Linked DNA regions of Mus musculus: regions 2, 3, 4, 5 and 6 are each linked to region 1. The links are chromatin contacts, called in public Hi-C, HiChIP or PLAC-seq, Micro-C and promoter capture Hi-C maps. All regions are on one chromosome and are shown on one strand. The core of a region is the stretch at or near the end of the contact, and the rest is flanking DNA. Distances in the headings are between cores, read along the strand shown. Region 1 holds the start of Dynll2 (dynein light chain LC8-type 2). Region 2 holds the start of C030037D09Rik (RIKEN cDNA C030037D09 gene). Region 3 holds the start of 0610039H22Rik (RIKEN cDNA 0610039H22 gene). Region 4 has its middle 28 kb from the start of 4930556N13Rik. Region 5 holds the start of Scpep1 (serine carboxypeptidase 1). Region 6 holds the start of Coil (coilin).

Region 1 (3,889 bases), core at 332-2,831:
GCCAGTGTTTAGCTAAGATGCCCCCTACCCCAGAGAAAATATGGAGCCAAGGAGTCTGTGGTGTTGAAGGAAAGGTCGAGTGATGCCTATTCAAGGCCGACTAGCTCTGTGACCTTGGGCAGCCAATCATGTTTAAAAAATAATGGCTGAAATGAGAGAAAAGGAACAACCTCCACGAGGCTTGGGAAGAGAAAAAGGCTGATGTGATGAGACCTTTCTAGAAGAAAAAAAAAAAAAAAAAAACAATGTCACCTGGTGGCCTATTCCAGGTTCCCACTCAGAAGGGGGCAGTGTTTACAAATCCAGAGGTTGGGGGTGGAGCCTGGCTACAGACAACGAAGTATGAAACTGGCACCATTTTGCCAAAAAAGCTCACCTGCTTCACCGCCTCCTCCCCAAAGTCCGAAGGATCAACTTTGTCACAGTAATTAAAAGCTATCTTACTCTCTAACAGAGAGAGCCTACGATTACATAATGCTGGTCTTGTGACTACAATGCCACGATTCTTCACCCTTGGCCCCTCAGGCGTCGCAGAAAGGTGAGGCCCAGCCCTGGCAACCCCTATCCAAGGTACCAGTGAGAAAAGGCTAGGGAGCCAGACGCCCAGCGATCCTTTCCTAGGGAGGTGGGGGGAGGGGGCGGAGCTGGGCCTCCAGATAAAAGGATGGCCAAAGGGCCCCAAGCCAGCTTCCTGAGTCACGAGCCAGGAGCTCCTGTGAAAAACGCAAAAGGAGCACTCCAGGACAGTTCTCAACCTCTGTCCCTGGTCTTGCGACAAAAAAAGAAAAAAAAGGGGGGGGGGGCTAAGCCTCCAAATGACACGGACCGCCCTGCACCATTCTTTAACACGTACAAACGTTATTGCCTCGTTTCGGATTTCCAAAGGGACCGTAACCCCTCGTCCCAAAACACCGCCCCCACCATCTTTTCCTCTAGCGGGCAGGGACCCCCGAAGGGCAGCACCTGGGAAATGAGAAAGCATCCACCTCCCCGCCGCCCTCCGGATCCGCAGGCCGCAAGCCGGTCCTCCGCCCTCCCCCGCCAGGCCTGGAGAGGCGCCGGAGTGACCCGGCGACCTCGCTGCAGGAAGGACGCCCCGAAGGGTGGCGGCGGGAGGAGCCGCGTCGAGCCCGAACCCGCACTGGCTGCCCGCGCTCCCCGGACCGGAGAGGCCTCCGTGCACCACGGCTGGCTCCCCTCCCCGGGGCTGCGGGGCCTCCAGCCAGGGCACGAGGGTCTCCAGAGCCTGGGCCGAGTCGAGCGAGGGCTGCCCCCCGGGGCCCCAGCTCACCGTCACGCAGGCGAGTCCGCACAGGCCCCTGGGGAGCAGCGCTGGGCTGAAGCAAAGCTCGAGCAGGGGCGGTGTCCCCTGGGCTCGTCCTGCAGCAGCAGCCGCTGCCGCCGCGGTATCCCCCTGCTCCCGCAGCCCCGGGGCCGAGCGCTCGCACTGCTGGTCGCCCTCCGAGCTTCCCCGGACGCCCGCGCTCCGCCTCGTGCCACCCGGCCGACCGCCTGTCTCGGCTGATACCTCGCCGTCCGCTCCGCTCCGCCGCTGAGCGCGGCCGACGCGCGGCCCTGAAATAGAGCCCCGCCCCCGCCCCCCTGCCGCGCGCGCCGCCGTCCGCGCTCCCCATTGGCTGCGCCCGCCCGGCCCCGCACTGCGGGCTTCTCCCCGCGCCGCTCTCGCTCCACATCTTGTTTCGTCCCACAATGCCTCGGGGCGGAGGAGGGGGTGGGGAAGGGGAGCTGGAGAAGGTGGGGGGAGGGAGCCGTGGCCTTAGGAGGAGAAAAGAGGACGCATACCCTGTCTGCCCAGGCCCGGAGAGGCCTGACTCGGGAGGAATACATTCCGCCCAGAAAGGAAAAGGGAGAGAGGCGTGGAGAGTCCAGTGCCAAGGAAAAAAGAATGGAGGGATGGAGATTTCAGACTCAGGAGAGAAGGGTCCCAACTTTGGAAAGAGGCAGGATAGGGTATTAGAAATCACCAGGGACAGAGGAAAATTCATTTCCCTAGGCTGGCGACACTTGAGAGAACTGTCAAGCCCCATGGTGAAATAAAGGCAACAGTCCTCAAGACCCCCCCCCCCCCGCGCCCCTGCTTTCACATTCGCTTTTGCTTCTAACTCAACCTTTGTTCACGAATCTTGAGACCTTTCTGCCTATCCATAGCTGGAACCCTAAGTACACTATCATCAAAAATACCGGAGGTACAGCCTCTACCGTTCGGGTATGGCCTTTGGGGGATAGAGGTGCGAACCATTTCTCGGGGACTCCTGTATGAGCTGTGAGGTATCTTTTAAAAAACGACTTCACCCATAGCCCTCAAATATAGACAACACACTGGGGGGAGGTGTCACACTCCTTTAATCTCAGCACTTGGAAGACTGAGGCAGGCAGATCTCTGAGACAGCAGCCCGGTCTACAGAGTGAGTTCCAGGACAGCCAGGGCTACACAGAGAAACCCTGTCTCAACAAGACAAAAAACAAAGTGTAGACAAACACAGATTCAGACCCCTTGCCAGGTCAGCTCCTTTAGACCACACATGGATGGCAGCCTTTAAAGTTCAGGAAGCAAACATTGGTGTGTGTGTGTGTGTGTGTGTGTGTGTGTGTGTGTGTGTGTGTGTGTGTGTGTGTGTGGTGTTACAGAAAAAACATCGGGATTTTTCTTCCTAAGCTTTCATTCACAAAGGGGCTATCTAAAATCTTCAGTGGGAGGTCAAATATTCTGGCCTCGGTGGACGTTAGGAAATTGCCTAGCATAGCTCCTGTGTTCACCTCTTTCTCTCCCCTCACCTAAACCATGAGAAGTCAGACTAGTCCTGGCCTTAGCCTGCCCTGTTTGGGAGTATCATAATTTAGTGTTCATTATGTGTCCAGGACAACTTGGAAAACTGTCCCCTCAGGCTTCTCCATTCCATAGCTCTGTCTTTTTCCAGTAAGGGACTCAGCCAAGCTAGGCCTGGGGTATCCCTTCATCCAGGGGGTATTCTGATGTCAGCCTGTGTTAATGAATGAGGGGTGGGGCACATGTGGGGAGGGGTGAGAGGACAGATTGTAGAGTTCTTGTGGAGAAAACTCTTAGGAAGTTCTTGGAGAAAGAGCTAATATCCTCTTTCCCCAGCCTTCATTAGCTTCTAAGATCTGAAGGTCACAACTACGATATAAGATTGTATACAAGATGTCCATTGCCCAAGGACATCTAACGGAGGGAACAAGTGGAAGCACACACTCTACTTGCTTCCTTCCTGATGTGTCTTGATACAAGCCAACACTCAAATGATCTTTTTCAAGGGCACACAACAGTGACTATGAATTTTTATGTCCCTACTGTGTTCTCCCTACTCCTCTTGCCCAGAGTAGATGAGAGATAGAATATTCCCAGTGTGGAATATAATGGGATAAGAATTAGGAGATAAAACTCTCAGATAACAAAAGATAGACTAAGACTTAAGGCTCTTCAGAAATTTGGGTATTAGAGTGGTGTGTGTGTGTGTGTGTGTGTGTGTGTAAGTTTGAGACTGGGGCTGTAACTCGATGGAAGAGTGCATGCTTGCCCAGCATGCTCCAGGCCCTGAGTTTGAACCCCAAACACTATGGCTCATGTCTAGATAACAGTTAACCTTTATGAAGCCCTTACTCTGTACCAGGTACTAACTGCTTCCAGTGTAATGCATTCTATTCCACCACACTAAACTGTTTTGAAGTGAATGTATTACTGTCCCCCTCTGGATGAGTAGTTGTTAGTGTAGTTCAGGGGCTTGCCTAAAGTCACCCAGCTTTGTCATCTGCAACATTCAAACCCAGCTTGTTCCAAGTGCTTACCACCTTAGCCGTTAGACTTCGGTGTTACCTAACAGTAACATAAAAGTATAGAGGGACTTGGCTC
Region 2 (4,200 bases), core at 502-3,001, 730 kb after region 1:
TTTATTCCGAAGGAAAACGGACACTAAGATATTCATTCACCTCCCAAAGAGGGGACTTCAGAGTTTGGGAGTGTGCAGAAGGCATACATTCAAATTTTTAAATTAAAAAAAAAAAAAAAACTATGTGGAAAGTGGGTGAACTGAATGTCATTTTAAACAAGAGAACAAGAAGCGACAGGAAAATGACTTCAAGCGGGAGAGATGGGCGTCTCTGAATCCAGAGTTCGGCCCTAATTAACAATAACCTTTGGGGTTATGGGGGGGGGGAGCGACGTTCCAACCAGCCACGCGCCTGAGCCCCATTCTAAATCCGCTTAGCTACTTCCGAAGACACCTCCAAAAATAAAACTAAAACTTTGTTCTAAAATAAAGGCAAAATCGAGAAGGGAATGCGTTACCTGGAGCGTTTCGTTGTGGGATCTCTCATGACCATACATTCTCTAATTTCTCCAAATTTGCTAAAATAGTCTCTAAGGCTATCTGTAGAGAGAGAGGGAGAGAGAGAGAGATGGGGGGGTGGGAGAAGGTGTGGAGGGGGGAGCAATGCAATTTTTTGATCAAGGACAAAAAGCAAAAGTAGTTTTCTGTTGTTATTCTGTTTTGTTTTTGCAATATTTTTGCACACGAGGGGGAAATTCAGCAACAGAGGTCGCGTAGAGGGCTCGGAAAGGATTTGCTATTTAAAAAAATAACCTTGCACAGGAGAAGTGGGGAGCCAATGGCGGGGTGGGGGGGCTCTTACACTGGGATAACAAAGAGCAATAAAGAAGCCAAGAAGGGGGGGACCCAGGCGTCCCCCCCTCCCTCCCTTACCTGGTGAGGTCTGCCAGCTCAGTCCACCGATAAACATTTTACTAGAGGGAGAAAACATAACCGAAGTGAGCACCGATGTCAGATCGGCCATTTTGACGTGTAACTTACAAAAGCTAAAAGGAAAGCTGGGGGGGAGCGGGCGAGCGCGAGCCTGGAGGTGGGCTGGGGGAGAAGGTGGCGGCCCCACGCCACCCCAAGGTGCGCGAGTGCCCCAAGGGTGCGCGCGGGGGCGCGGGGGGCGCGCGAATGCCCCGCTCCGCACCGTCGCCCGCACAGCCCCGAACGAGCCCGCGGCGGCGCGGTGGGCAGCGGCTGGAAACTTACCCGGGGTCGTGCTGGGAGTCGTTGGCGCTGCCCGAGGTGCCTGGGCTCCCATTTGCCTCCATAGCGGAGCCCCCCCGCCCCCCCACCCCCGACACACCGAGCCCCACAGCGAAGCGGAGCGCAGCGGCGGCCGGCTCCGAGCCCCAGATCTCCGTCCCTCCTCCCCCGCCTCCTCCCCCCGCCCGGCGGCTGCGAAGCTCCGCGAGCGCCGAGCCGGGCCAGCGGCGAGAGCCCGTCACACGTGGGCTCGGCTCAGCTCAGCCCCGCCGCCTCGCACACCCCCCGTCCCCGCCCCCCCGGCCCATCCCCACCTCTCCCCCTCCTCCTCCCCACCCCCATCTCCTCCTCCTCCTCCCCCTCCTCCCCGCGCACGTGGGGCGGAGTTCTAGAACGTCGTGTAACCAATGCGGTGACGTCACGCACCCCGTTCGGTCCCCCGCCTGTCCGCGCGCGCACACGCTCGGCCCCCCGCGGCAGCGGGACCCATCAGGGGCGGCGCGCGAGCCCCGCGACTCGAGTGGGGGGGTTGGCCACGCCAAGCAGGCGGGGAGACGGGAAGCGCACCCCGAGTCGGCTCAGATCACATGGGCTGGGTGTGGGGGAGGGGGAGGCGCGGGGAGCTCGGCCCGGGCTGTTCGCTGGGCCGGGAGGCGGCAGCGCCCCCGGGCCCCCCTAGTTCGGACTATTCATTCAAGTTCCTGGGGCCCTGCGCCCGATTCGGAGGTGGCACCCGCCGCCCTCCCTGCCTCTGTGCCCCCGTTTCCAGCCACCGCGCGGAAATTTAGGTCAAGGACGCCGGGAGCACACCCACACCCTGCGCTCCCAGGGCAGTCCTCGAGAACCCCGGGATCTGGGGGGCTTGCGGATGGAGGAGACCCTCCTGCACGAACACCAGCCACAAGTTTTATTTTCCCTTCGCGCGGCAAGTTCTCTGGCTCCCGCTCCACACTGGCACGTCCTGCACGGCTCCCCGCCCTTCCCCGCCAGAGGTACGGAGCCGTGCCCGCGAAGGTTATTTCGGAACTTTGAGAAACTGACGCGATAGATAACAGGGGGCGAGGAAGCAACCAGACAGGGCTTGCGCCTTACTCAGACCGCGATTTGAAAATATAATAAAGTGGGCTTGTAGGGGTCAAGGTCAAATGATTGGGGTTCAAAGCAAATGTTCATGGAGATTGAGTAGCAGTTTGGGAGTATCCCGAGGGTGGTTAAGATAGGTGCTTATTTCAGAAAATCCCTCGACCATTCATCCGTTATCTAATTTATTTATGTTTAAAGTTACTAGGGCTTCCTCTGTAAAGAGTGTAAGCGCCAGGAGTGAAATGGCTCTCTATCTCCCAAGACCTGCGGTAGGTCTTGGAGATAACAAAGCACCTTACCCCTAGTTTTTGGAACTAGGAGCCTCACAGATTCTGACACTTAGTAGGTGTTTGGTAAAAGTTCCCTTTCTCCCCTGGCAAAGTGTAAACTCCAAAGGATTGGTGACTGTAGCTTCCCGGGGGAATCGCACACTTCGTATTCCAGGCTGGCCAGATTCAGGCTGTATTCAATTTATGGAGTATTTAAAACAGTACGGATACAATTATCCTTATTGTTTTAAATTATTACAATAAACCAAGTTAATATGGCATGAGGGGCAACATAAAGTTGTGGTTCATCAAATCCCTGGGTTAATGTTAAGCATGCATTGATGCACAATTAACACTTTCCCATTAATTTTCATAGGATTAGGAGACAATGGAATTCACTCATCACCAAAACTATGCCGTGTCCATTGTGGGTTTGGAGACATTTGGAAAAATCTCAACACAGCCAAAGCTTTTGAGTGGTCAGACTGTCAATCTCTCTGTCCCCTAAACTGGGGTAGTGCCTCTCTGACAGCATGGATGGGCGGAGCATTTGTAGTGAACAATGTAACAATGTCAAAGTCCCTTTTTAAAATTGTGTACTTACATGGACTGTGTTTATTATAAATTGTGAATATGATTTTTAGAAGGCACTTCATAAGACTTCAGACCACAAACCCTGCTGTTTCCCAACACTCCAAACAAACTGATTTTTGAATCATCTGGGTTCCCATGTGTTAAAGAGCTGCATGTTTTTATGATGGTAATTGTTTTTTTGCGATTATTCTCAATCACAAAGTACAGGCAACACAGCTAATTGGATTATATTTTGGATTTTTACCGCAGAACCACAGATCATCAGAGCTAGAAAGGCCTTTCTTTACCCGGCTCCTTCCTTGAATATGGGAGTCCCAAAGGTGCCAGGCTGTCAGGCCGCCTTCCCACCCCAACCAGTTAATACCTAAAAGGGGCTCTGGCCATGGTTCAGTGCCCTTTGACTCTGTAGTGTGCTGTTTGTTGTTCCTCGATAGGCAGAAGTCAGTGGCTACCTTCCTGATGGAGACTTGAACAAACTGTTAAGTGGTGAGCTGGGAGGAGACCTGATGGGGCGGGGCCCCGAGCACTGCAGTGTCCAAGCCAGAGACTGATAAAGGACTAAAGGAGAAGGCTACTACGTCACTGCACTGTTTTTCTTAAGGTTGGTATTGTTGGAGTTGGAGTCTTGCAATGCAAGAACCCAGACAGGCCTTGAACTGGAGAGAGCATCCTGACACTGGCCACACCACCACCACCACCAAGTTTTATTTTTCCTTCGCAGATTGTGTTGTTTTGTTGAGATGGTGTCTCATGCGGCCCAGGCTGATGGTGAACTCCATAGATTGCGGAGGATCACGGCCTTGAACTTCTGACATTCTTGCCTCTGCTGTTGCAATTGTAGCTTGGGGCCACCGTGCCAGGTTTGCAGTGCTGGAGATCAACCCCTAGGCTCCCAGTGTCGCAGGGAAGCTTCCACCAACTGAGCCACACACCCAGCCTTCAGGAGGTTGTTTTGCTTGTCCCATCTCACTGCACTCACCACATACCTAGGTGGCAACACTCTGCTACAGGCCTTCTTCCCCTGCTCCCTGGTTCTGAGATTTGACCGATGTACAGATTGTAGGGTGACCATCAAGATAAACATGTGGGACAGTTTCATTGTCCAAAGCAAACACACACA
Region 3 (4,050 bases), core at 1,467-3,966, 630 kb after region 1:
AACAAGTTAACCATTCAGTAACAGGAGTTGACCCCACCAAGTATAATCAAGTATAATTCTAAATTGCTATACCATTGAGACAGTAAAAACTTTGTCTTTAGAAAATGGTGAATGGGGCTGGAGGAATGACTCAGCGGTTAAGAGCACTGACTGCTCTTCCAGAGGTCATGAGTTCAATTCCCAGCAACCACATGGTGGCTCACAATAATCTCTAATGGGATCTGATGCCTTCTTCTGGTGTGTCTGAAGACAGATATAGTGTACTCATATAAATAAAATAAATCTGAAAGAAAGAAAGAAGGAAGGAAGGAAGGAAGGAAGGAAGGAAGGAAGGAAGGAAGGAAGGAAGGAAGGAAGGAAGGAAGGGAAGAAAGAAAATGGTGAATGATATGCAGAAAGGTTCATGATACAGTTATGAAAACAAACCAGCAAATGACGTGTGACCAAGCATGAATGCATGTACAGATACACATATATCCATTTCTTTTTTTTGTCTTGACAAAAAGAAAGAAAATGCATAAAAGCCTTAAGAATGGTCGTGTAGAAATGGTAAATGGAGGGACTAAGGGCATTTTACTTTTAATACTGATGGCTTCTCAAAGTTTCCCACATGTTTCTGTAATTGGGAAGAGGGCAGGAGCAGTAGTCAATGTTCTAAGTAAACAAGCCGTAGGAGGCTCTCTGCTCTGTAAATGTCGAGACTGGATTCGAGCATGTTCTCCCCCTCGTCGATGGAACTTGTAATGTGACCCCATCCGCCGTAGGAATGAAGCAGACATTACGCACTTAGCGCATTTGTAGGCACGAGTGGTGCGTTAAGCTGTTTTTTAATTAATTAATTTGAGTCATGAGCATTTGAAAGTGACTATTTTATGGAGCTGAAATTTACATTTATCTCCCATTTTAAAGCCCATTTAGCAAATTAAGAAAGGAAACGGCAACACTCGGGGAAGTTACCGAGCCTACCCGCGTGCATCGTGTGAGAGCAGCTCCGTTGTGGCGCACTCGAACAGGGCTGTTCTGCAAGACCTCTAGAAAATAGCAAGCGCTGTACAAAAGCCTCTGTGAAATACTGTTTTCATCAACAGCCTGGCTGCCTGTGTCTCCATTGTGAGACATCACTGAGGCCCAGACAGCTCAGTGATCAAGAGCTCTGCCAGAGGTCCCAAGTTCAACTCCCAGCAACCACATGGTAGCTCACAACCATCTTTAATGGGATCCGATGTCCTCTTCTGATGTGTCTAAAGACAGCTACAGTGTACTCATATACATAAATAAATCTTTAAAACAAAAACCTGTGTTAAAACCCCTCATAAGCATGGAGAGGGTACTCAACCATCACCCAGTGTTATAGGGGTCTCAAATCAGAGCAGGTGGTCAGGGGAGACTTCTGAGAACCCACGCCTAGACCTTGATCTCAGAAAGAGGAAAAAAAAATACACTAAAGAGCAACCAACACACTAAAGAGCAACCAAGACAGGGGCCGGGGCCAGGGCCAGAGCTGGGGCCAGGATTGGGGGCGGGGGGGGGGGGGTGGTCATCACTGCAAACCGAAAGCATTCATCAGAGCCCTTTCTCCCACTGGAATGCTGGGATACTAAGACCGGTCGTTCTTTCAACAGGAAAGAAAAGCGTAGGCCAACTCTTGCTGGCTCGCTCTGCTCCTTCGGCACAGTTTACTGAAGCGTGTGAGGCTCTGCCTAACATTTAGGATATTTTGATTTAAAATGCAAACAGCAACACTGATAAAGATCGTGGCGCCAAAGCGGGCCCTCGAAGGAAAGGGCACACTAACTCCCCTCCTTCTAACCCTGGATCTCACAGCTACCTAAGCTGACGGCTTGAAATTAACTCATTCAGTTAATAATTCAAAGCCATGGGCTGGACAAGTTTTAACGCCTCAATGTTGGTTTATAATTAACCCAGACCGTGGTGTTCTTAGGTGTTTGATTTTTAATTAGTCTATTGATTAATCAGTCTGGTTAACAATTATTTATTTCTGGGGCCCTTTACTGTCTTCTATTCTTGTTAAGGGAGGGTGAGGGTTACCCTGGCTCCTTTCTCCTCTGAACCCCTCCAGATCACAGTCCCATCATTCTCTAGGGACACTGTAGATACAGTATTGAGACCAGAAAGGAAGCCTGCCCAGCCTGACACAAATGAAGGTACCCCCCCTTTTGTTCATCTGTTATCCTTGGTATCAGATTCTGCTCGCAGGAGCACATGAAATGAAGGAACTCACAGAATGGCACCCTACCCAGGCACAGGCTGGGCCCTCTCATCCCTTCCTTCCCAGTTCAGAGCTAATTGACATCTTGTGTGAGCATTGCATCATGTCCCTTTGCAAAGCCAGAAGCAACTGAGAAGGTGCTACACGCCCCTGCCCCCCCCCCATCTCTCGGGGGACTAACCCAAAACAAATTACTCAGTAATGGGAGGGCCCCTCTCTCTGGCAGAGGCCCACATGTCTGTCTGTTCAGCAGTTTCTTGCCTGCTCTATTTGTAGGGGTTGCAGGGGATCAGAGAGGTCACCACCTCTCTCAGGGTTACAGTGCTCTGTAGCACACAGCTGCTCAGAACCCACACTCCTCCCCGTGACAGAGGAGGAAGCACAGTTAACAACAAGGCTGGTGACTGATGCCCGTTGACGTTCTGGGGTGTCCTCCCTCGACGATCACAAAAAATTAACCCAAGACACCAGCACCAACACCAACAGTCCACCAGGGGATCGAAGCAGGTCCTACCTAGGACAAGTTTTCTCAGCATTCAGCACTATGTCACCAAATGACCAGGAGGCAGCCCAAGATGGAAATCCTTGGTAGAGATTTCCTTTGGAAAATTCCACTGTATATCCATGAAAGACCGATCTTAGAATTCTTATGGAAAAAAAAATTATCTTTACAGATCCCATGCAAGGGTGTCATGGATAACCAGGGGTCCTGGACCACAAAGCAACTCCTCTGGAAGATTCATGTATAGGACAACTCTGGGCTGCAGGAGCCCCTAGGACCTGGGTGAGCTGCTTTAACTTCTTCCTCTCTAAACTCAGCTAAAGACCCGGAACCCTACAGAACCCAGTGTGGATGCCCATCATTGGATGATTGCATCTGCTGCTGGCACCAATCACAGAGCTGCCCAGGCCTACAGGGTACCACACAGTTGGCGGAAGTGCAGGGACCCATGTGCCCAGGCCATGCCACAGACAACCGCAACTGCATCCTTCAATGAAGCTCCAGGTAAAAGCAACTGGGCGTGAGAGGGATGGCAATGTGTGTGCAAGGCTTCTCCCTGGTGCCTTTCAGGTTGGGATTTAGCATCTTCGGGCAGCTACCCACAGGTCCCTTTAACAAGCCTCGGGGGGGGGGGGGGGGACTGGGAGCCACACTGTTCCTAGCCTACAGGAATAGCCTCAGGGCAGCAGCAGGAAGGGCTGTTCCCGTTCAGGAAGCTGTGTCCTTTCTGAAGACCTAGAACCCTGGCCAGGATGGGAGCCTCAGAGTCCACTTGAAATACCCTGGGAAAACACCCCTCCCCAAACTACATCTGTACTCCTCCTCCATCCAACACAGCCTTCGAGTAATCCCCACCACCTGCCGGTTTCTCATTTTCTCTCTTGCAACAACTTAAAATTTAAAAGAAAAAAAAATTTAATCACAATTCAGGAAAACACACCCACGCATCTTGCTCACTAAGCGTGAAAGCCACCACTCCCTCGCTCAACTCAGCCCCTGCTCCACTTCAGAGAGTGGAGGAGAGAGAAATGTCATTTGACACCACAAACGCTGCCTCCTTCTCAACCTGGAGGCCCCACCTGCCGGCATGTTTGCAAGGCTAATTCCAATCTCACTATTTGAATACACTTGCAAGCTGGGAAAACAAGCCAATAGTTCAGAGGATCCAAGGCAAACTCCGTCTGACAGCCCTAGCCCCGACGGCTGCCAAGACTGATTGACTGGCTGGTTATATTTAGAGGTGGAGGAGGAGGGGACATCAAACAGTGTAGGGCCTCCCGAACTCAAGAATGCTGTGTTGAGAACGACAGACTAGCAA
Region 4 (3,659 bases), core at 197-2,696, 840 kb after region 1:
GGAGAGCTTCCTGGAACATCTCCCCTGGCAGAAAGGAGGCAGCCAGCTCCCAGGACCCGTGGTTGGGGCTATCGGAGGAGTGTGAACACTCTGAACGGCAGCGTTTGCTGGAGAGAGACCATGACAGACCACCCAACCTCCAGAGACCACGAGGAGGGACAACCGGGTCCCTGCTGCCACTGGTGGCCCGCCAGAGTGGACACAGTACATGTTTGTGGCTGGAAAGCCAAGTGACGGTACAGAAGCCTGGGAAGGGTCCAAGCAGGACACCAGGCTTCCATCCTTGGGTAACTTGTGCCCCTCAATGCTAGGTAAAAGCCCCCCAGGAAGAACCAGACCTTCGAAAACCTCTGATTCTTTTAGTTGTTTGGCAAAAGACATCTCCATGCTCTGTGGCCTCTTAATTTCGTAGATGGTGAAAGGCAGAGAATTAAAGAATCAATGGGCAATTAAGGAGGTACTGGCAGGTACTGGCCAAGAGCATATTATTTATTTATTCAGCCAGCCACACTCATTTTTAAAGAGCTAACTTCCATTTTGTTTCTGACACCAAAAATAAATCAAACTAAAAACTGTATACATCATAACTGAAAAAAAAATACATATTTGCATGGTATGTCGCCCCTGTGAAGCCTCAGCTGCGACCTGCAAAAGGAATTTTTGTGTAAAAAAAAAAAAAGAGAGAGAGAGATGAATTCATTCTGCACTGGCCTTCCCTGAGGGTACAGATAGGATCGAAAAGACAAAAATAAGGTTTTAATTCACTAGTGATTTTCCCACCCCGTCTCAAGCTTCTTTTTGATTCTTAGCATCCATTTTCCTGGGTCGTCTTGGGAGGGTTGCAAGATTTCAATCCATTAACACAGTAGTAGGTTGGTGAAATTTCAGAACAGGCTGAGATGAACAGCCACAATGAGGACACAGCTGCCCTGGGGCTCCCGGCAGAGAACTCAGCCTATGATTCAGCTCCTAGCCCATGATCTGGCGCCCTAAGGGAGGGGATCTCTTTGAAGAGCCCTCTTTTCTCTCCTCTACTTCCCCGACTTGGGAGAAATCCAGTCTTGCCCCCTAGTCCATATCAGCTCTCTGATTTTGGAGCAGCTCCTTGGCACTAAATATACCTGCACCATTGACTGTCTTCCACCCTCCCTCCCCTCCTCACCCCGCCCCGCCCCCCACGCACCTCCTCATTCCCTCCCCAGCAAGCGCTTTTGGCGTACTACAGGTATCTTCCCAAGCTACCCCAAGGTTGATTCTAGGACAGTGGCTCTCAAACTTAAGTCTGCATCTAAACTACGTGGACAAAGTGCTACACGGTTCTCGGTCAGTAAGTCTCGGGTATGAGCTGGGGATTTGCATTCCTGTTAAGTTTAATACTGAGACAAGTGCTTGGAGAACCTGTTTTCTGGGATGAGGCAAAGGGAGGGGATACCCGTAGTAGCTTGTGCTGTGGTGCCATCTAGTGGACATAGACCACAATAGCAGCAGTCTGCCCTGTGGAGTGCACAAGACTTCATTCCACTCCTTTAAACACTTCAAAAACCATTCTCTTTTACGACTCTACTTCTTAAGGTGGGCCTTTTACTGTTTAAATGCTCTCTTTCCACCCTCTGAATAAGACCATTACAAACTATGCCCTGCCGAATATGGATGAAATGAAACAGGAAACTGGGTGTTTTGAAACGAAACTGCACACCCTGATTTTGATAACTGTCCCCCAGATACATCTGACCTAAGGCACAACACTGCACACATGGCAGACAGCAGGCCATCACCCAGATCACACAATAATTAGCTCTAACCCCAAACCAGGACCCAAGGATTCCATGTTGTCTCAACCCAGGGGGAAGCACACCACTTTAGAAGTAACTGGACAACCCTGAGGACGTGGCTGTTGGGGAGAACTTATCAGAGCACACTCGGAACCCTAGGTTCTCTCTCCAGCATGACCTGAACTGGATATAGTGGTCACACCTGTAATCCCAGCCTGGCAGTTGGGAGATCGAAATGGGAAGGTTGAAAGCTCAAAGTCAACCAGGGGGTGCTGACGGACAACTTTAATTCCAGCACCAGGGGAGCAGAGGCAGGTGGACCTCTGTGAGTTTGAGGCTAGCCTGGTCTACAGAGCAAGTTCCAGGATACACAGAAAAACCTTGTCTCAAAAAAAAAAAAAAAAAAAAAAAAAAAAAAAGAGGGATGATGGAGAAGGAAGAGAAGGAAGGGAAGAAGAAAGCTGTTTACGGTTATTCTTCTATTTTAAAACTCAGAGAAAAAGGAAAAGACAGGGTCACAAGTTCAAGGCCTGCCTCAGCTACCTGGACTATGGCTTGAGTTTAAGGCCAGCTTGGAAAACTGTCTCAAAATAAAAATGTAAAAAGGGCTGGCGATGTAGCCTAGCGATAGAACACGCGTGAAGGCCTGTATTTGCCCCACCCCAGGATTGAAAAAAAAATGTAGGTTTCAAAGTCCCATTCTTAAGAATCTCTGGTTCAGTGGGCCTGGGCCCAGCCACTTGCAAGCATTATAAATAAATTGTAGCAAACGCTTGAGCCTCTACTGTGAGACAGCCTGCAGGGCGGTGACCTCAGAACCCTGTTCCCTACCTAGCACTATCCAACAGAAACAATCTGAGCCATACTCAGACTCGTGACAATGCATGCTCATTAGCCTCCCGTTAAACATCAAAGGGGCGGGGCTGCAGAGGTGCCACAGTGGTTCAAAGCATCACTGGCCGTTCTCCCAAGGGGTCCAGGTTTGAGTTCCCAGAACGTACATGGCAGCTGCCAAGCATCTGGAACCCAGTTCCAGGGGTCCTGACTCCCTCTTCTGACTTCTTCAAGCACCAGGCAGGCACGAGATACACAGATTATGCTCGCAGGCAAAATAAAATACCCATCTACATAAATGATCACTTTTGTGGCAAAGGAGGAGCCAGGAATGTGGTTTGGTTAGTAGAGAACTTGCCTACCATGGAAGAAGACCTAAATTTGGCCCGTGGCCCTGTGTAGCTGGGCATGGTGGTAAATGGCTGTGCTCTGAGCACTTGTGAAGATGGAAAGATCAGAAGTCCAAGATCACCACTGACATGGGGAACTCAAAGCCAGCAGCATAGGCTACATGAGATCTGATATTGGAAACTAAACTAGACTGAACAGGGCACAGGGGAACTCTGGGACCCAAGATCCATCCTATGCTCACCTTTTGAAGGTCATCTGGGATATGTGCATATTTGAGAAGGCATCACATTCTACTCTCCAGACTCCCTTGCACTTATTATGATCTAAAGGTAACAATGGGGAGGTAATATCCTAAAGGTAATAGTGCATATGAGTGCTGTGTCCTCCGGGGCCAGAGACGTCAGATCCCCTGGAACTGACTTCCAGGTGGCTAAGAGCCACCCGATGTGAGCACTGGGAACTGAACCCAGGGCCTCTCCAAGAGCACATGATCTTAACCACTGATTTTTTTATGTGGATTCTGAGGTCGAGATTCTCACACTTGTACAAGCAGTAACTTTACTGAGCTATGTATGTAGCACATGCACACCCCCAAATACTAATCTTTTAAAATACGGATTTTTTATTCTGTGTGTCTGTATGTATATGTGCATGTGAGTAGCCACAGGGGCCAGAAGCATCAACCCTTCTGTAGTTTGGGGT
Region 5 (4,046 bases), core at 1,296-3,795, 970 kb after region 1:
AAACCACACAACTAGGGGCTGGTGAGATGGCTCAGCAGGTAAGACTGCTCTTCCAAAGGTCCTGAGTTCAAATCCCAACCACATGGTGGCTCACAACCATCCATAACGAGATCTGACTACCTCTTCTGGTGTGTCTGAAGACAGCTACAGTGTACTTACATATAAAAAATAAATAAATAAAACCACACAACTAACACACACACACATCACAACACAACACAACACAACACAGTAAGACCAGCAGTAAAAGAAAATGGCTGAGAGCAAAGCTCAGGTGTGGAATCTGGCCTGACTTGTGCCAAGCCCTGGGTTCAAGTCCCAGCCAAAGTGTGTGGATGGCATGGGGAGTGGGGTGGGTGAGCGTGGGACTAGGGAGTGAGGATCAGGAGTCCACGTCCAGCCTCAGCACACAGTGAGTTTCAGGCCAGCTGGGGGGACAAGAAACCCTATCTTAAAAAAAAAATACTTATGGAAAAAAAAAATAGAAGGAGAAAGAAGATTAAGAAAACCAAAGAGTGAAACTGAGAAAACAGGTCAGACAATAGAGTGTTCACCTCGGAGGCATACAGGCCATAGCTCCATCTCTAGCTGTGTTTGTGCTCAATATCCCAGGGCTGGAGGCAGGGGAATTCTGGGGCTTTCTGGTCAGCCAGTCTGGCCTACTTGGTGTTGCAGACCAGAGAAAATTATTGTCTTTCAAAAAAGAAGGTAGATAATTCCTGAGGGTCAACACATGGGGTTCTCTTCTGACCTCCATATCTATACACACACACACACACATGCACACATGTACGCAATGTCAGGGTGGGGATGCATCTAAGGAAAAACAGGCTGAAAAATTACGGGTGTGGCTGTATCTATAAAATAACATGAAATTAGAGTTCCCTTGGAAATGACTGATAAGGCTCAAGTCCCTCATAATGTAAACCCTGGTGTTTTTCTCCCTTCCCTGGTACAAACTCCTGTTAAAACATAAGGGGTGGGGCTGAAGAGGTGGCTCAGTGGTTAAGCGCACTGACTGCTCTTCCAGAGGTCCTGAGTTCAAGTCCCAAGTGCTGAAAGTGATGGCTCACAACCATCTGTAATGAGATCTGACACCCTCTTCTGGCGTGTCTAAAGACAGCTACAGTGTACTTACATATAATAATAAATAAATCTTTGGGATGGGGTGAACAGGGCTGGATGGAGCGAGCAGAGGTCCTGAGTTCAATTCCCAACAACCACACGATGGCTCACAACTATCTGCACAGCTACAGTGTACTCATATACATAAAATAAATAAATCTTTGAAAAAAAAAAAAAGACTGAAAATCAGGGGTGGTGAGATGACTCAGGAGATAAAAGACAGTGGCCACCAAGCCTGGCACCCTTAGTTCAGTCACAGGGAGCTACATCATAGAAAAACTGACTTCTCCGTGTTGTCCTCTGACTACACACACACACACACACCCTTTGACACTCACAAAACAAATTAAAAAAGAAAGAAAGAAAGAAAGAAATTAAATTAAAAGGCTGGAAAGATGGCTCAGCTGGTAAGATCACTTTCTCACTGTCTTGCTCTTCCAGAGGACCTGGGTTTAATTCCCAGAATTCACATGGCAGCTCACAACTTCTGTACCTTCGCTTTCCTGAGATCCAAAGCCCTCTTCTGACTTCTCAGAGCACCAGGCATACAAGTAGTACACAGACAGACATGGAGGCAAGACAAAATATATTTTTTTCCTTTAATAAAGTGAGAGTTAATCCAGACACTTGGTAGGTAAGAGTCCGAGGCCAGCCTAGTCTATGGAGAGAGTTCCAGGACAGCCAAGGCTACACAGAAAAAAACCTGTCTGGAAAAACAAACAAAAAGAAAAAAAGGAAAAAAACGAGAAGAAAAGAAAGAAAGAAAATGTGCCAATTTGCAAGTCATTCCACAAAACAAAATTCTTTTTTGCCCAAAAATAGGCCAGAGCAGTCAGCTGATATTTTGTCTCTTCTAAACCAGCAGAGGTGGCAGGCTTTGTTTCAAAGCAAGGATTTGTAGAGGTCTCTTTGGCCTCCAATCTCAGCTCAATCAAATGACCCTAAAACGTCACTAGGCAGCTAACCACAGGAGAAAGGGGAGGTGGCCTTTAGACCGTGAAGTCTCACTCATCAGCAATTTCCTGAAACCATACGTTTCTGTACAAACACTTCCATCTCCAGGAATCACCCTGCATCAGGAAGGGGCAGGAAAAGGCACTTTGAATTAAGACACAAATAAAAATTAAGAGGTTCAGAAACAATATAAATTTCTCAAGGGAAGAAGCGGGAGAAAGAAATGTGTTTTAAAAAAAAGAAAAAGAAAAACGCGAACGCATCAACAAATTCGAGAAGGAGGCACCCACCGTTGGTGCGTCTTTCTCACGAACCTACCCGCGCTGAAGCCCAGTAAGAACGATAGGAGCAGCAGCCACAGTCGCACGAGACAGATCCGCCGCGAGAGCTCCATGATGAAAACCCCGCCGCAACATCAGCAACAGGCAGGAGCCAAAGGCCATCGCGTGACGGCTTGCGCGGGGACTGGGCGGAGTCAGGGGCGGAGCCTAAGTGGGCCCTGACACTCCTAAGGATTCCGCGCTCCCTCTGCCGGTCGGACCCACCCAGGACCTCCTACAAAGGGCTCTCGAGGGAGGTGCTACAAAGGAGGCAGTTAATATGTCATCTGACCTTGGTTACTAAGTAGGGAAGAATTGAGAAAACTACAACTGGATAACCACCATCCCCTCAGCCCGGCCCGTGTTTGTCTTCTCCGACAAAAGGCTTATGTTTTATCTTTTAAGACTTGTTTTTATTATTTTATGTGCATATGTGTGTATGAATGTATATGCCACATGTGTGGGTTTATGCAGAAGGAGTGGGTTTCTCTGGAGCTAGGGTTACAGGGCTTTTTGAGTGGCCGGTGCAGATGCTGGGAACTGAATTTGAGTCCTCTGGAAAACCAACAAGTGCTCTTAAATTACTGAGCCATCTCCATAGTCTCAGGCCTAGAATTTTAAAAAATTGCATCTGAAAAGATGAAGTCAGATTAAAGCACGAACCAGCAGGTCTTTTAAGACTAGAGCTGGGCAGTGGTGGCGCACACCTTTAATTTCAGCTCTTGGGAGGCAAAGTCAGGTGGATTTCTGAGTTCCAAGCCAGCCTGGTTTACAGAGTGAGTTCAAGGACAGCCAGGGCTACACAGAGAAACCCTGTCTCAAAAAAAAAAAAAAAAAAAAAAAAAAAAAAAAACAGAAAGAAAGAAAGAAAAAGAGAGAGAGAGAGAGAGAGAGAGAGAGAGAGAGAGAGAAAGAAAGAAAGAAAGAAAGAAAGAAAAGAAGAGAGAAAGAAAGAGTCTAGATTCTATTTTCAGAAACCCATTACTTTGAAGTGGTGGCTCAGGGGTTAAGGGCATTGTTGCTCTTCCAAAGGACCCAAGTTTGGTTCCCAAGACCCACATGGTGGCGTACAGATTCAGAACTCCACATCTCATGATCCAGGGGATCTGGCACTTCCTCAAGCATACATATGATGCATATATAAGCCTGCAGGCAAAACGCTCACATAGATAAAGTGAATCGAAAATATTATTATCAAATCACATGTGTCATTAATATACTAGTAATTCATAAAAAATTACTATATAGATCCTATAACTTTTGGTTATGTATTTTAAACACAGCAAAAAAAAAGTGGACTTTTTCTCTCTTGATAGCATGGTCAACATCACTGTGTGTGATATACTATCTTCAAAGCAGTTATTTAAAAGAAGGTATCAAGGGCTTGTGGAGAGGAATTTGAAGAAAACATGGACTGCAGAGGTGTGTGTGTATGATATGTCTGTCTGAAGATAAATTTTTATTTTACGGAATATTTTAGGGGTACTGAGTCACCTCACAGAGCCAAGCAACAGCAAGAGCTACCTGGAAGTGACTTTTGTCTCTGCAAACTTTGTTTTAAGATAACAAACTCACAAAAGAAAGCAAGAACAAAGAATGTGTCCCTGACTCAGGTTTTTATCCTCCCCCATGCCTCCTATGCATCAG
Region 6 (3,856 bases), core at 333-2,832, 990 kb after region 1:
AGGGCATTTGGAAAGGGATTATAGGGTAGGTGTTCCTAGAATCTGTTTTGTTTATTCCTAGAAATAATCCAGAAGGCCTCAGCCCTCTGCAATATGCATAAGGTGGGGCAAAGACCAGCATTAGACTAATGAATTCAGATTAACAACACCCTAAGAGGCCTCCTGCAGGTGCAGATATCCAATTGAAACCAGCCTTTCCTGTCAGGGTCAGAGAAACTCAGCCCCAGAGCAATGAAAAGACTTAAAGTCTGTTGTTGACACTTCTCAGGTCCAGTGAGGTGCATGGAGTCACAAGCAGACACAGGGTTGTTTGTGTTTCTTGTGATCCGACACAAGAAGACCACCATCTTCACTGATGCCAAGGAGTCAAGCACGGTGTGGGAGCTCAAGCGCATCATTGAGGGCATCATGAAGAGGCCTCCTGAGGAGCAGCTGCTGTTCAAGGACAACCAGCTCCTTGATGAGATGAAAACTCTGAGGGAATGTGGCTTCACTTTTCAGGTAGCAAGGCCAGAGACCCCAGCCACAGTGGGCCTGGCCTTCAGAACAGGAGATGTCTTTGAAGGCCTGGAGATCCACCCCTAATCTTTTCCTCCACCTCTTCCAGACGTGAGGAAGGATTCTGGAAACAGTGCTAAGGAACAAGATGTGCAGTGAGGGCCCCACAGCCAATTCCTAGAGACCTAGAGACCCATTCTCTAGTTGAAAATAAATAAATAAATTGGCTGTCTTTTAAAATAAATATTAAATAACCCTAAAAGCACAAATACTGCTCTCGCGTCATACTGTATTCTACCTCTCGACTGGAGGTGGCCAGCAGCCAGCAGCCAGCAGCAGCCATCCCTGAGGAGAAAGGAACAAAGCTAGAACAGGGCGTCCGTAGGGGATGATTCCCTCTGGGATGATAGGGCCTGCTACAGGCAGGACTGGTCGGGAACAGCAGGCTCTGGAGTGAATGGTGTGGTTCCTGAGTGTCTTCTCTGGGTACCTAGGCACCACCTGGAGTGTCTGAAGACAACTACAGTGTAACTTATATATAATAAATAAATCTTTTAAAGAAAATCTTCCTATTTATTTAGCTTTCTGACTCTCTGGACCGTCAACACTTTCAGAATACTGTTCTGCCTCAAGATGAGGAAAGCACTTGATCTGGTCAGGGACAGAGGACACACTGAACTCCCTGAGGCCCCCAAGGACGTGTGTGTGTGAGTTTTAAACAGTCTTATGAGAACTTTAAGTCTCGCATCACGAGAATGTCTCATTTTCTGCTTGGACACGCACCACAATTTGGTGCTTTCCTGACCTTTTTGGTAGAAAAGTAAAAACCTATTACAGGGGTTCGAGTCAGGCTTGCTGCTTATTAATTTTATAGATTTTTGGTTTGTTTCTGTTTAATTACACGAACCGATATCGTAGCAGCTATCCTGACAGTCAACTTGCATGTATGTTCAGCCCTGAGAAAGAATGGGGAGCTCGCGAGGGGAGCCTTACAGACCTACTTGCGCCCCCAGGCGGCGCACGCTAGCTGCTGCTGGGGGCGGGCCGCCGGACCACGCCGCTGCGAAAGCCCTTGGAACCTCTCGGCTTCCGTCGAGCATGAGCAAGATGGCAGCCTCCGAGACGGTTAGGCTACGGCTTCAATTTGACTACCCGCCGCCGGCCACTCCACACTGCACGGTCTTCTGGCTTCTGGTGGACCTGAACAGATGTCGAGTTGTCACGGATCTCATCAGTCTCATCCGCCAGCGCTTCGGCTTCAGTTCCGGGGCGCTCCTGGGCCTCTATCTGGAAGGGGGGCTGCTGCCCCCTGCCGAGAGCGCGCGCCTGGTGAGAGACAACGACAGCCTCAGGTGCGCGGGAGCGCGCGGGGGTGGGGGTGGGGGCGCGCGGCTCGGGGTGCGGGTGCGGGTGGGGGGCGCTTGCTGGACCGCAGGATGCAGGATCCGGGTAGCGAGCTAGCCAGCTGCGGAAAGGCAGGTTCGCGAGATCCTGAGTGGTCCAGCCCAGGATGGAGCATCCTTCCCCGGGTTCCCCGGGACGCTTCTCATTTCAGGGGGACTAAACTTGGAGCAGCTCCGGTGCTCAAGAGCAGGGCCAGTACTCACTCTGCCAGGCTCTGTGTGCAGTGTGCATGGCGCAAATATGCCACAGACCCGCCTTCTCTGGGCTGCACTTGCAGGCAGGAAGCAGAGATGTTTTCTGAGTAATGTATGGAATGGCCCACCTTAGCGCCTTGGCAGTGTCCACTTCTGGTGGATTTCTGTGTCTCATTCAGGTGTCATTGGGTCCCATCCAATTGGTATCGGAATGCGTTTCACGTGTCACACAGAAGGCTGTGTGTTTCAGTAGCTTGACTGCTTGCATCTCAAAGCCCTAGATTTGATTCCCAGCTGGCTAACCAGGAATCCCTGCACTGAGGAGGTGAAGACAGACAGGAGGATCAGGAGTTCAAAGTATCCTTGGCTACATAGGTCAGCCTGGCATATGTGAGAGCTGTTTAAAAAAGAAAAAAGGTAAAATCAGGCTGGGCGTGGTGGCGCTCGCCTTTACTCTCAGTAGTCGGGAGGCAGAGGCAGGTGGATTTCTGAGTTTGAGGTCAGCCTAGTCTGCAGAGTGAGTTCCAGGACAGCCAGGGCTACACAGAGAAACCCTGTCTTGGAAAACAAAAGAAACAAATGTGAGACAGAGAGAGAGAGAGAGAGAGAGAGAGAGAGAGGCCCGAGTGGAGGTGGCGTACACCTTGTATCCTAACTCTCAGAAGGCAGAGGCAGGCAGATCTCTGAATTTGAAGCCACCCTCGTGAGGGCTGGGTAGAGAAACCTGTCTCAAAACAACAAGAAGGAGAATTTAATCGTTGTCACTGAAGTGAGTATCCAGGAGCGACTACAGTGTGACTAGTTGGCAGGTGGCTTAGTTGTCTCAGATGGCGGGCTGATGCGATTGGTCATACCAGTTGGCATACATACTGATATAGTCTATGGTCCCACCACTTCCAACCACACCTCTAAGCTTCCGCTGCGGTGAGTTAAATTTGGAATTATAGGCCTGGCGTGGTGGTGCACGCCTTTAATCCCAGCACTTGGGAGGCAGAGGCAGGTGGATTTCTGAGTTCGAGGCCAGCCTGGTCTACAAAGTGAGTTCCAGGACAGCCAGGGCTATACAGAGAAACCATGTCTCGAAAAACCAAAAAAAAAAAAAAAAAAAAAACCCAAAAAAATGGAATTATAAAGCAGGCTATTTCTTGCTTGCCTTTGTTTAGTGTTGCTTTCTGTCGAGAGTGCCACATTTGCAAAATTTCTTCAGAACATCAGGGAAATTAATTAGAAACACTGACCATATCTTTGCATCAGGAATACTTAAGTCAGGAATACTATGATTTGTTAATCATTCTGCTTCAGGTGGCAACTTGAAATAGTCCAAATTTCAAACCTCTCCTCCTCTCTTCTCTCCTCTCTTCCCCTCCCCTTCTCTCCCTTCCCTTCCCCTCTTCTTCCACCTTCTCCAACTCCTCCCCTTTCTCTCGCTCCCTTTCTTTTTTGAGGCAAGTTCTCTTAGTGTAGACGAGGAGGCTGGCCTTGAGCTTTGGAGGTCTGCCTGCTGCTGACTCCAGGCAGCCAAGCCTCTTTTCCCCTCTTACTGACAGAAGTAAGCTCATTCCCCAGTGCCCTTTAAAGGCTATTTAAACAAGAGAGAGGGCTGTGTCCCCCACCTGTTAAATTCACTCCCTGAAAGGTACCCTGCCTAATGACTTAATAGCTTGCTGCTGGCTACAGTTACTACTTAAATTAATGAATCACCCATGAATTACACTCTTGTAATGATGTAAAAAACAACGGTGAAACAACGGTTACAAGCA

The links. Promoter capture Hi-C pulls out the DNA fragments that hold promoters and counts their contacts. Hi-C and Micro-C count contacts between places; a contact is called where the count stands out from the background. HiChIP or PLAC-seq counts read pairs in DNA pulled down with a chosen protein or histone mark.
Region 2: a contact with region 1 is called in a promoter capture Hi-C map of pre-B cells, with 6 times the contacts expected there. The contact joins the promoter of C030037D09Rik here to the promoter of Dynll2 in region 1. A contact is called at or near these places in 13 of 39 promoter capture datasets (the C10 cell line, the HPC-7 cell line, HPC-7-derived erythroid cells and 7 more), 12 of 484 Hi-C or Micro-C datasets (B cells, Th1 cells, adipose-derived mesenchymal stem cells and 8 more), 19 of 115 datasets of contacts at active chromatin or transcription factors (acute myeloid leukemia, astrocytes, bone marrow-derived macrophages and 16 more) and 3 of 9 other capture datasets (adipose tissue, embryonic stem cells and liver).
Region 3: a contact with region 1 is called in a Micro-C map of embryonic stem cells, with 2.6 times the contacts expected there. The contact joins the promoter of 0610039H22Rik here to the promoter of Dynll2 in region 1. A contact is called at or near these places in 1 of 484 Hi-C or Micro-C datasets (embryonic stem cells) and 4 of 115 datasets of contacts at active chromatin or transcription factors (embryonic stem cells, large pre-B cells, memory CD8 T cells and 1 more).
Region 4: an HNF4G HiChIP or PLAC-seq map of pancreatic cancer cells shows a contact between it and region 1. The contact joins the enhancer-like site here to the promoter of Dynll2 in region 1. A contact is called at or near these places in 2 of 39 promoter capture datasets (cranial neural crest and embryonic stem cells), 1 of 15 datasets of contacts at CTCF or cohesin (embryonic stem cells), 85 of 484 Hi-C or Micro-C datasets (the 63-12 cell line, the AML12 cell line, B cells and 57 more), 21 of 115 datasets of contacts at active chromatin or transcription factors (SST interneurons, astrocytes, bone marrow-derived dendritic cells and 17 more) and 2 of 9 other capture datasets (embryonic stem cells and macrophages).
Region 5: a contact with region 1 is called in a Hi-C map of B cells, with 6 read pairs. The contact joins the promoter of Scpep1 here to the promoter of Dynll2 in region 1. A contact is called at or near these places in 6 of 39 promoter capture datasets (the C10 cell line, cranial neural crest, embryonic stem cells and 2 more), 3 of 484 Hi-C or Micro-C datasets (B cells and cortical neurons), 6 of 115 datasets of contacts at active chromatin or transcription factors (astrocytes, bone marrow-derived dendritic cells, bone marrow-derived macrophages and 3 more) and 3 of 9 other capture datasets (adipose tissue, liver and pancreatic islet).
Region 6: a promoter capture Hi-C map of pre-B cells shows a contact between it and region 1. The contact joins the promoter of Coil here to the promoter of Dynll2 in region 1. A contact is called at or near these places in 7 of 39 promoter capture datasets (the C10 cell line, the HPC-7 cell line, HPC-7-derived erythroid cells and 4 more), 2 of 484 Hi-C or Micro-C datasets (B cells and cortical neurons), 7 of 115 datasets of contacts at active chromatin or transcription factors (bone marrow-derived dendritic cells, bone marrow-derived macrophages, embryonic forebrain and 4 more) and 3 of 9 other capture datasets (adipose tissue, liver and pancreatic islet).

The regions. Positions count from the first base shown.
Region 1 is chr11:87,985,952-87,989,840 of GRCm38.p6, forward strand. Dynll2 (dynein light chain LC8-type 2) reads right to left here and starts at 1,582. Exons shown (of 3, transcript NM_026556.4): 1 at 1,292-1,582.
Region 2 is chr11:88,716,892-88,721,091 of GRCm38.p6, forward strand. It overlaps C030037D09Rik (RIKEN cDNA C030037D09 gene), which reads left to right and starts at 1,752. Exons shown (of 4, transcript NR_038058.1): 1 at 1,752-2,126; 2 at 3,515-3,681. It overlaps Msi2 (musashi RNA-binding protein 2), which reads right to left and starts at 1,338. Exons shown (of 14, transcript NM_054043.3): 1 at 1,138-1,338; 2 at 814-854; 3 at 399-480. The coding sequence starts at 1,199.
Region 3 is chr11:88,616,535-88,620,584 of GRCm38.p6, forward strand. 0610039H22Rik (RIKEN cDNA 0610039H22 gene) reads left to right here and starts at 2,717. Exons shown (of 3, transcript NR_131025.1): 1 at 2,717-3,236. All of the region lies in intron 5 of Msi2 (musashi RNA-binding protein 2), which reads right to left.
Region 4 is chr11:88,821,780-88,825,438 of GRCm38.p6, forward strand. No RefSeq gene overlaps it. Among named protein-coding and RNA genes, the nearest start is that of 4930556N13Rik, 28 kb to the right of the region's middle. Within about 2 kb of position 1,447, at least 31 of the 459 cell types and tissues checked have an H3K27ac peak or open chromatin away from gene starts, as enhancers often do. A contact at or near this core is called in the P5424 cell line, embryonic cerebral cortex, ganglionic eminence and 6 more, where this site is marked.
Region 5 is chr11:88,952,897-88,956,942 of GRCm38.p6, forward strand. It overlaps Scpep1 (serine carboxypeptidase 1), which reads right to left and starts at 2,546. Exons shown (of 13, transcript NM_029023.3): 1 at 2,398-2,546. The coding sequence starts at 2,473.
Region 6 is chr11:88,972,353-88,976,208 of GRCm38.p6, forward strand. It overlaps Coil (coilin), which reads left to right and starts at 1,583. Exons shown (of 7, transcript NM_016706.2): 1 at 1,583-1,850. The coding sequence starts at 1,597. It also overlaps the pseudogene 2210409E12Rik.